2 separate regions of the Mus musculus genome follow, and region 1 is linked to region 2. The links are chromatin contacts, called in public HiChIP or PLAC-seq maps. All regions are on one chromosome and are shown on one strand. Each heading gives the region's core, a stretch centred on a gene start, on an enhancer-like site or on the middle of the called end of the contact. The rest is flanking DNA. Distances are from core to core; before and after follow the strand shown. Region 1 has its middle 12 kb from the start of Fam102b. Region 2 holds the start of Vav3 (vav 3 oncogene).

What was found. HiChIP or PLAC-seq counts read pairs in DNA pulled down with a chosen protein or histone mark.
Region 1: a contact with region 2 is called in an H3K4me3 HiChIP or PLAC-seq map of bone marrow-derived macrophages, with 2.4 times the contacts expected there. The contact joins the enhancer-like site here to the promoter of Vav3 in region 2. A contact is called at or near these places in 5 of 39 promoter capture datasets (the HPC-7 cell line, hippocampal neurons, liver and 2 more) and 3 of 115 datasets of contacts at active chromatin or transcription factors (bone marrow-derived macrophages and pancreatic cancer cells).

The regions. Positions count from the first base shown.
Region 1 is chr3:109,037,336-109,042,826 of GRCm38.p6, reverse strand. No RefSeq gene overlaps it. Among named protein-coding and RNA genes, the nearest start is that of Fam102b, 12 kb to the right of the region's middle. Within about 2 kb of position 1,281, at least 16 of the 459 cell types and tissues checked have an H3K27ac peak or open chromatin away from gene starts, as enhancers often do. A contact at or near this core is called in bone marrow-derived macrophages, where this site is marked.
Region 2 is chr3:109,336,574-109,342,034 of GRCm38.p6, reverse strand. Vav3 (vav 3 oncogene) reads right to left here and starts at 1,352. Exons shown (of 27, transcript NM_020505.2): 1 at 793-1,352. The coding sequence starts at 996.

The DNA.
Region 1 (5,491 bases), core at 32-2,531, 300 kb after region 2:
TTGTTTATGGAATTAGTGTTGAGTGTTCCCAGGAAGGAGAACACCAGTTCATTTGATGGGGCTGATACAATCACAGAGATGCTAAAACAGACTCGTTCCCTAGTCTTCTGCACCCACTGAACAGGAGACTGTGAAGGGGGCCAGAAAGCAAGAACCAAATGGAGATGAGATGATTCCCCAAATGCGCCTGGACTTCTTCCACTTTTTCCACTTACAGTCACTTTCAGCTGAGACATTTTTATACGACTCAGCATATATGGGTACATAAAAATGAGCACGCAAAGCAAGCATTGCTGATAATAAACCTTAAAGAAATGGATTGCCTTATTTTTAAATGCTTTTATTAGCTTATAGGTTTCATTATGAAATCCCCATTCCTCTCTTTCCAGTTTGTTGTTAGTTGCTCTGATAAAACACTGACCCAAAACTACTTGGAGAGGAAAGGGTTCATTTAGCTTACACATCCTAATCACAGTCCGTCATTGAGGGAAGTCAGGACTGGAACTCAAGCAGGGGCAGGGGCAGAGGCAGAGGCAGAAACTATAGAGGGACACTGCTTACTGGGTAGCTTCCAGGAACAGGGTCAGCTCTCTTGGACCTCCCAGGACCAACTGCTCAGGAGTGGCACTGCCCACAGACGGCCAGGCCCTGTCACACAAGAACCATGCCACACAAACATGTCATCCAGCCAATCACATGGTGGTAATTTCTCACTGAGTTTACCACCTCCAAGTGACTCTAGTTTGTGTTGAGTTGACAAAAACTAACCAACACACATGTGTATAATGTCATATGCACCTCCATTACCTTCTTTCACCCCCATTTCCACCGAAACCTTTGTTTGTTTTTTTCTCTCAAGAAGTCCTCCTACTTCTGTGTCTTTTGTGTGTGTGACCTACTGAGCTTTAATATGGCTGTTTGCATGAGTATGGGTGGGACTTTATTTACTGCCATATGGTCAACTTCTCAGTGCCTACACCATCGAAACAATTAGCACCCTTTCCCAAGAATCATTACCCGCCAACAATCCACAGGAATTGTGGCATCTCATAAGGCCCTCCACCATCCATGATAAACCATGGATGGACCCAATCTTGTGCTGGTCACAGCTGTAGTGAATTGATGAGTACAACAGCCATACCATACCCAGCAGATTTACTATTGTTGTTATTATTTATTTGTTTATCTATTTCTTTGTACATGAACATACACACACTTGTACGCTTGTGCTGGAGGTCAGAAGACAACTCAGGAACGTTAGCTCTCTTTGACCATGTGAATCCCGAGGATGGAATGTGGGTCAGCAGGCTGGGCTTGACAGCAAGCATTTTTACCCACCGAGCCATCTCAGCGGCCCCAGAAAACAATTTGAAAGTATCTGTTTTCACAGTTAAGTCACTCTTTCTACAAGAGCATAAAACTTTAATTATGTGTATATATAGTATATTATATAAAATAACACAGGCCATAACACACAATAACCTCAAATCTGAATGGGATGATTCAGGAAGCATCCCTTGGTGTTGTGTAGCATCTGACATGCAGAGTATATGCGTGTTGTGTTTAGAACCAAGGCTGTGAGGAGGGGAGAAATGTGGGTGAGGTACAAGAAACACGCTGGTTGCCTTACACGTCTTACTAGGGATCAACTTTGGTTGTTGCACATTCAGAAAGCTTACTGTTGCTAAATTATTCACAGCCCCCACATTAGTTACACAACCCTGTATGAGTCGCTGGCCACAGATGAAGAAGCTAGAGCCTAGGGCACTTTGGATGCTCCTAAGTGTTCAGTTGAACAACTTTGACACACTCTAGTTAGATCCTGACAGGAAAGAAGTTGAATAAACACTGCTGTTAGTGACAGAAAATTGTATAATTAAATGTCTGCTTTTAAGACCTACAAAGACAGCTTGCCACCTTTGCATAGAAACTTGAACATAGATTAAAACAAAACTACAACGAAAGAGATCAAGCTATAGACATCAGATAGGAACCTCAGAAAGAAACTGTGTGTCTTCCTTCAAAGAAATTGTCCTCCTATCAGGCAGACTAGGACTCAAGACAGTGCAGGGTCATTTCTCAGTCTCTGTGGATGCCTGGTCCACTCTGCAGCCAAACAAAGACAGGGTGTGTGCTGTTACTGTTTTAAAACTTTATTAATTCTCGTGTGTGGACGTGAGGGATGGCAGGGGAGAGCACACATCATAGTGTGCATGTGGAGGTCAGAGGTCAACATTAGGAGTCAGTTCTCTCATTCTACTTTTACCTGGAATCCAGTGACCAAACACAAAGCACCAGGCTCTGGAGCCAAGCACACCTTTCCCCATGAACCACCTTGTCGGCTCAAGACATACGGTTTTCGTAATAGAGTTATTTAAGCTCCTATAGTGTGTCTTTCTATCAAGGCCAAATAGTGCTCTCCCTCCCCTCTCTCTCTCTCCCACCCTCTCTCCCTCTCCTCCTCCCTCTGCCAGACCAGGCAGTCCTCTGCTATATATGTGCCCAGGGCCTTGGACAATTCCGTGTCTGTTTCCTGGTTGGTGGCTCAGTCTCTGGGAGCTCCCAGAGGTCCCGGTTAGTTGGGACTTCAGGTCTTCCTATGGGGTTGCCATCCCTTCAGATCCTTCACTCCTTCCCCTAATCCATTCATAGGGGTCCCCAACTTCAGTCCAATGGTTGGGTGTAAGTACTTGCATCTGTCTCAGTCAACTGCTAGTAGGGCCTCTCAGAGGACAGCCCTAGGCTCCTGTCTGTAAGTACATCATAGCATCAGTTATAGGGTCAGGCCTTGATGCCCTCCCCCCATAAGATGGATCCCAAGTTCGGCTGGTCACTGAAAAGCCTCTCCTTCAGTTTCTTCTTCAGTTTTGTCCCTGCAGTTCTTTAAGAGGGGAACAATTCTGGGTCAAAATTTTTGACTGTGGGTTAGTAACCCTGCCCCTCTACTTGGGGCCATATCTATCTACTGGAGGTGGATTCTTCAAGTTCCCTCTCCCCAGTGTTGGGCATTTTGGCTAAGTTCACCCCCATTGAGTCCTGAGAGTCCTCATCTCACAGGTTTCTGGGACTTTCTAAAGGATTCTCCAACCTCCCACCCCCCAGAAGCTGCATATTTCCATTTATTCTCCTGGTTCTCTGGAATTCTCTCCTGTTCCCCCTTTTCCCTCCCCTCCCCTCCCACCCAGGTCTCTCCCTCCCTGTCACCTGTGATTATTTTGTTCTCCCTTCTAAGTGGGATTGACGTATCCTCACTCGGGCCTTCCTGCTTGCTAAACTTCTGACCTGTGGGTTGTACCCTGGGTCAGCCTGCTTTCTTATAGAACTACCAGCCCCACCCACAATGGGTGGCCCCACCCACAGTGGACTCAGACTTCACACAGTAATCAGTAATTAAGAAAATGCCCTGAGATCTGCAACCCTATAGGTGGAACAACATTATGAACTAACCAGTATCCCGGAGCTCTTGACTCTAGCTGCATATGTATCAGAAGATGGCCTAGTCGGCCATCAGTGGAAAGAGAGGCCCATTGGACACGCAAACTTTATATGACCCAGTACAGGGGAACGCCAGGGCCAAAAAGGGGGAGTGGGTGGTTAGGGGAGTGGGGGTGGGTGGGTATGGGGGACTTTTGGTATAGCATTGGAAATGTAAATGAGCTAAATACCTAATAAAAAATGGAAAAAAAAATTGAATTTGCAAGATACCAAGTGCTAAAGGAGATATATATCACGTTATGAATAGACAATAAATCTGATACTATGTTGACTTTAAAAAAAAAAAAAGAAAAAAAAAAGAAAAGAAAATGCCCTGAGCTCTTGACTCTAGCTGCATATGTATCAGAAGATGGCCTAGTCGGCCATCACTGGAAAGAGGCCCATTGGACACGCAAACTTTATATGCCCCAGTACAGGGGAACGCCAGGGCCAAAAAGGGGGAGTGGGTGGGTAGGGGAGTCGGGGTGGGTGGCTATGGGGGACTTTTGGTATAGCATTGGAAATGTAAATGAGCTAAATACCTAATAAAAAATGGAAAAAAAATTGAATTTGCAAGATACCAAGTGCTAAAGGAGATATATATCACGTTATGAATAGACAATAAATCTGATACTATGTTGACTTTAAAAAAAAAAAAAAGAAAAAAAAAGAAAAGAAACTGCCCTGAGCTCTTGACTCTAGCTGCATATGTATCAAAAGATGGCCTAGTCGGCCATCACTGGAAAGAGGCCCATTGGACACGCAAACTTTATATGCCCCAGTACAGGGGAACGCCAGGGCCAAAAAGGGGGAGTGGGTGGGTAGGGGAGTGGGGGTGGGTGGCTATGGGGGACTTTTGGTATAGCATTGGAAATGTAAATGAGCTAAATACCTAATAAAAAATGGAAAAGAAAAAAAAAAAAAAAGAAGGGGAAAAGTGTCAAAAAAAAAAAAAAAAAAAAAAAAAAAGAAAAAAGAAAATGCCCTGTAGCCAGATCTTATGGGAGCATTTTCTCTATTGAGGTTCCCACCTCTCATGTGACTCTTGCTGTGTCAAGTTAACATAAAAATTAGCCGGCACAAGGGATATGAGAAGTTGCAATGCTCCTCGTTCCTTTTCCACTCCACCCTCCATCCCGACCCTAAGGCTGAGGCTCAGGAAGTCCTCTCCACCCCAGCACTACAAGCCCAGCTACTGCTTGTTCATCCCCAATGTTGTTTCTTTGGTTTACTTTTTAAATTTTTATTACTCTAAGACAAGGTCTTGCTGAATTTGTAATCCTCCTGCCTCAGCCTCCCCATGTAGCTGAGATTACAGGCCTGTGCCACCAAGCTCAGCTCGCCCTTGTTCCTATTGGCACTACAACCTCTCTGGCCTGATTCATGTTGCTTGAAACTGGCAACAGCAGGGATTCCACCTTCTACTGGAAGCACACAGTCAAGAGGAACGTCACACCTACCTCTGTTTCTTTGTTTCCTCCCAACCCCCCTTTCACCACAAGCTTTTTAATGGGGACCATGATGACCCAATGGTGGTTTAAATTATTAAAATTACTTTTTCTTATTTTAAAGATGTGTGTGTGTGTGTGTGTGTGTGTGTGTGTGTAAAAGGTGTCCATGGAGGCAAGAAGGGGGTGTCCAATCCCTTGGAGCTGAAGTTCCCCTGCATTTGTGAGCTGCCTTGTGGGAGTGCTGGTATCTGACTGCCAGCATTCTGATACTGCACCATGTCCTCAGCCTCTGTAATATGTTTTCTACAGTAATATTAAACTTAAACTGAAGTTAGTTGTATCAACTTACATATAACCATAAATCACTACAAAGTTGTAAATTAAATACAACATAAAACCTTAAACAAATATTATAAATTAACAACAACTGAAGGTTCACTTAAGAAATAAGCGTTTATTTGAGAAGTTACTACCCACTCCAGGCACACAATGCATATTTTAGTGGCTTGGAAATCTAAGCGACTCATGAGCATTTTGGACCTGTATACTGTAGAGGCTTTTAGAAG
Region 2 (5,461 bases), core at 103-2,602:
TTCTGTGCCTTCCAGGACTGGATTTTAATCAGAACCCTCAAAGAGGTATCTCCAAGCTAAGGCCACAGAAGCCCAAGTGCCTCCAAGCTACCTGATCGCAAGACCCAATGAAAAAAAGCAGAGTCTCCAGCAAAACTTCTCACTTCCTGCCACCGGTGAGGGAGGCTGGGCTGGCTCCCCTTACGTTTTCAGACAAGCTATAAACACAACCTTCCAGTTTGCTAACAGGCCACGGGCTTAGGGGGCGGGGTGGGGAACTTCAGGAAGGCTCTCTGTGTCCCTCTTGGTTTATTTCCTCTGAGCAGATAACGGTACCAAACGCCCTCCACTTCCTAGAGTCCTCATCTATGGCACAGTTCCTCTTTCCAGAACGTGAGGACCAAATGAAAGCAAAAAATAAGTCAAAGCAAAATTAACCCCACCGCTTCATCTCATCCCTTCTCATTGTTATTTTAGAGCCGACTCCCTCTTTGTTATCACACACACACACACACACACACACACACACGGGGGGGGGGGGCAGAAAGGTGAAACGCGCCCTAGGATAACTTATTTCTTCCCGCCTCCCAGAAACCTTTAGGATTCCATACACCATCTCCCGACGCAAGGCTTTATTAGTTCTGCTTAGAAGCTAAGTCATTTCAAGGCAAGTGAGGAAAAGCCCCCAAGCTGAGAACTGAGAGGCAGGGCAAAGCGGAGCGCACCTAGATGTTTGCATTTACACAAAGAAATTATCCGGATGATTAATGGGAGCCTCTGACGGGCAGCGGGGTCGCGGGGTGGCCTCCATACCTGGGACATCTGGGGCCTCAGGTTGATCTCCTTCAGATTGATGGAGTGTGGCCGCAGGTTGTTGAGCAGCTGGCAGAGCAGGACTCCATCGCGAAGGGTCTGCGCCAGGTCGAACACCTGCGCCGAGTCCCAGGTCACCCGATGGTTGGGGGGCAGCACCTTGCTGTGGATGAGCCACTGAGCGCACTGCTTCCACGGCTCCATGTCCGACGGCTCCCGGACCCGGCCCGGCCGGGGCGGGCAGCGACTCTGAGGTGGCCGCCGCGGAGCGTCAGAGCCCCGCCGACGCCAGTCGCGCTGATGGCCCCTGGTTCGCTTTGCCTTTCTGGAGCGGGCGCCGCTGCCGGCGGCTCGGGGACGCCGCGTGGGACTCGCCTCGGGTCCCCGCCCGGATGCGCCGCGGCCCGGCCGCCGCTGCAGCAGCGAGTGCCGCGCGCTCTCGGTGCGCCCCGGCCGGCTCCGCTGAGCACTGGCTTCCGACTGGCGAGCCTGGCGCCCCGCGACTGAGCATGCCCAGCGCGCCTGGCCGGTCTGTGCGGTCCGCGAGTCCCCGGAGGCGCGGGTGCGAGCGTGCCCGCCGCCCTGGCTGGGGGTCCGGGGCTGAGGGCGGGGCGGCTGGGGGGAGGAGCGGGCCGAGTTGGGGCGGCGGCCACAAAGGGGATCCCGGCGCCCCCGCCCGCCCGTGAACCCTCGGATGAGTGGAGCTTGCACAACCCCGGGGCGTCCAGGGATTAGCCCATCGGCGCGGCTTCCTAGGAAGTGTGGCTGAACACTGAGATTCGCAGGGGTGTCCCCGGGGACACCCTGAACAATGAATGCGATTTAAATTAAGAGGGTCTCAGAGGAGCCAAGGCTTAACTGGGACACAGGGAGCCTGGAGAAATGAGATGTGCACTACGCGCAGCTGGAGAACGCAGCATGGAAAGTTTGTGATCGGCCCCTGGTCCCGCCTCCTCCAGGTCCATCCTCAGCCCCTTCCTGAAAGTCAGTTTCTTCTGAGAATGTTTTGACACCTTGAAAGTGCGTGACGTGGGGACAATTGCAGCTTCAGCCTAGGTAGAGGGAAAGAAGTAGGTTTTGCATATCTCCCAGGCTTGGAACTGTTCACTAAAGCAGTCCAGCGCCTTTTGCTGATCTTCAAAATCCTGCCTGAGAAAAAAAGAAAACTGGCCGGTGACACAGAGGCAAGAGCGCGCATGCGTCAGTGACTTGCCACCAGGTTTGAGCTCAAATCGCTTCAGTACCGAGACACTGAGAGACTGGGTCAGCATATTTGGAGAACCCTGGGGAAAATTGGAAAGTTCCCCCCCACACACACCCACACATGTCAACTCTGTCATACTGAGGCAAGGTTCTCCCTGTCTTTTTTATTCCCACTGCCCTACAAAGCCGAAAAGGGTGTATAAGCTTTTTGTAGTAATATATTATTTCACTGAACTCTGACAACTCCCTGTAAATGCCCTCTTCGCTAGTCTTTTTTTTTTTTTAATTGAAATCTAGTTTGGTGGGATTTTATATCTGTTGTTGCTGCTGCTGCTGCTGCTGCTGCTGCTGCTGCTGCTGTTTCATTAGATATTTGTAGCTCAAATTTTCGATTGTGGATCTTATTGATTTTATAAACAGGACAAAACGTAACTTTTAAAAAGTACATGATCTGTTGGGACAGAAGTTCGCTTCTTTTATGCGTGACTGTAGCAAGCGTGGCCTGCTGTGTACACAACCAGCCTTAAACAATAATAAATCAGCCTAAGGATTTCCTTTCCTCGCATGCATCCGTCCCCAGCAACTTCCTCTGTGCACACTGTGGAGTCCATCAATAGCACAATGTTTCCTAGACCATAATAGGTTTGAAAGCCTGAAACTACAGGAGGATCAATCCTTAGCAATACTGTATCACCGAAACTGTAAAGTGCATCCTAGGCACGAAGATTATCAACAGCAGTGTTGCAATAAAATAGAACATTATAATCATAAATCGTGAAAGAATGTATAAAATATATATACTTTTTCTTTCTGGAATTTTCCATGTGATTTTTTTTGGGGGGGGGGGGTTGGCTGTTGACTACCACTTTCCTAAAAACTCAGAATGCAAAACCATCAAAAAGAGGCAAGTACTGTAAGCCATGTTACTCATTATAGATCTTTACAAACAAAACACACATGACTTGCCATTTAAAATGTGGTCCTGCATAAGAAGAAGTGGCGCTGGAAAAGAGGAAAGATGATAAGGAAAAAGCAAAGACTAGCCAAGCATTTCATTTTAGGTAGCATCAGATCATCCCTTAATACTGTTAAAATATTTCCAAAATCCAGATCATGTGTACCGACCAGTAAACAAACCTGGATTTAGAATCCAAGTTAAGCTGCTTTTTGATAACCTTGGGCAACTTCTATTCTTCTAACCTTCATTTTCTTCACCTATAAAATGAAGGAAGTGACCCTTGCCACGTTGGGTTGTCAGAATAAAAAAAAGAGTACGCCTTGGTACTTGGAATGAATACATAGACAGGAGTATCACTGTGGACCTTGTAAGACTCTCGGGCCTGAACAAAATACCCATGGAAGGAGTTACAGAGACAAGTGTGGAGCAGAGACTGAAGGAATGACCATCCAGAGACTGTCCCACCTGGGGATTCATCCCATAAACAACCACCAAAACCAGACACTATTGTGGATGCCAACAAGATCTTCCTGACAGGAGCCTGATATAGCTATCTCCTAAGAGGCTCTGCCAGTGCCTGACAAATACAAAAGTGGATGCTCAAAGCCATCCATTGGACTGAGTACAGGGTCCCAGTGAAAGAGCTAGAGAAAGTACCCAAGGAGCTGATGGGGTTTGTAGCCCCATAGGAGGAACAACAATATGAACTAACCAGTACCCCCAGAGCTCCCTGGGACTAAACCACCAATCAAAGAAAACACATGGTGGGACTCATGGCTCTAGATACATAAGTAGCAGAGTATGGCCTTGTCAGTCATCAATGGGAGGAGAGGCTCTTGGTCCTGTGAAGGTTCTATGCCCTAGTATAGGGGAATGCCAGTGTCAGGAAGTGGGAGTGAGTGGGTTGGTGAGCAGGGGAAGGGGGGAGGGGATAGGGGATTTTCGGAGGGAAAACTAGAAAAGGGGATAACATTTGAAATGTAAATAAAGAACATATCTAATTTTAAAAAAAAGTCTCTCAGGCCCTACCCAGACTGAATGAGTAGGACCCTGAACTGTATCAAGGTCCTCAGGTGATAAATAAATTTCCATCAAAAGCTGCAAAGCCTTGATATAAGGTATGAATATATGTGGTGCCTGTCACAGGGACAGCTTCATAAACACCACTCACTATACCACACATCCCTGTGCATCCACAGAGCATCAGCAAAGACCAAATATTTTAAATTGCTACATATCACATGTAACATGTAAATAGTACTTTAGGTCATAAAACTCAAATATTAATCCAGAAAGTGTATATAAGGGCAAGGAAGACAGATGGAGGTGTAGGAGGCCTACAAGAGGCACTTAAAGAAGTTGTGGGGCTCTTCAGGTGAGTGAGAAGCTACAACAGGTGATGGTAAATGTCTAAAATTGGGGCAACAAAACAGCAATTGGGATGGGGGGTGGTTCAGTGATAGAGTACCAGAAAAAGAAGGAGGGGGGGGAGAAGGAGGAGGGGGGAGGAGGAGGATGGGGAGGAGGAGGATGGGGAGGAGGAGGATGGGGAGGAGGAGGAGGAAGAGGAGGAGGAGGAAGAGGAGGAAAAAGAGAAAAAGAAACGAAAGAAAAATATAATGGGCTTCTCACCTGAGCTGTGTTCTTTAAATTTTTAATATTTTAAAGGAGAATGATTTGAAAGATACTGGTAACTGTTTCTTACGTACAGATATGGAAATTTAGGTTTCTATCATGCTAGGAAAGAGTACCAAAATGGTTCCTTAATGGCACATGAGGAACCTTCACCCTCCATCACTTCCTCACTGCCCACTGGGTGAAGGCCTCTACTTGATACTTTACATATATTATCTGTAATAAGATGTATCACCTCCCCAACACACTTCATTGATGAAGAAAAGGCTCTGTAGATCAAGTGTTACATACATTGTTCCTATTACAGATTTAATAAAAGCAAGATTGTATCCCCCTTACATCTGCATTGTTTCTACTCAGAGGTGCAGGTCCCCCACTTACTGAGTTTACTGAGTTAGACGGACCCCTTCCTAGAAGACTACACAAGTGGTAACACTTATTTGCAAATTCTCAGAGCCATCCATGGTGCTTCTTGATGCTACTACACTAGGAAATCTCAGTTTGCCAAATTGACAAATATACAATGGAATGAACCACCTTTCCCCTCTACTCCCTCCCATACACATCCTTCCTCACTTTACTCTGCCTCCCCAGTAGTGAAAGCATCAGGAGGGAATTTGCCTCTGTGTAGCGGTAAAAAAATTAATCCTCTGGAAACTCCCAGATGGGGGCACACATCTCTATACCTGCCCAAATGATTTGGGTTCACAAAAGAAAGACACACATACACATGTGTTGTGTTAGGGAGTGGCCCACCCTTCGAGCTGTTTAAGGTATTTAAAATGAAGGAGTTGAAAGGGGTTTGCAACCCCATAGGAAGATCAACAATGTCAACCAACCAGACCTCCAATCTCCCAGGGCCTAAGCCACCAA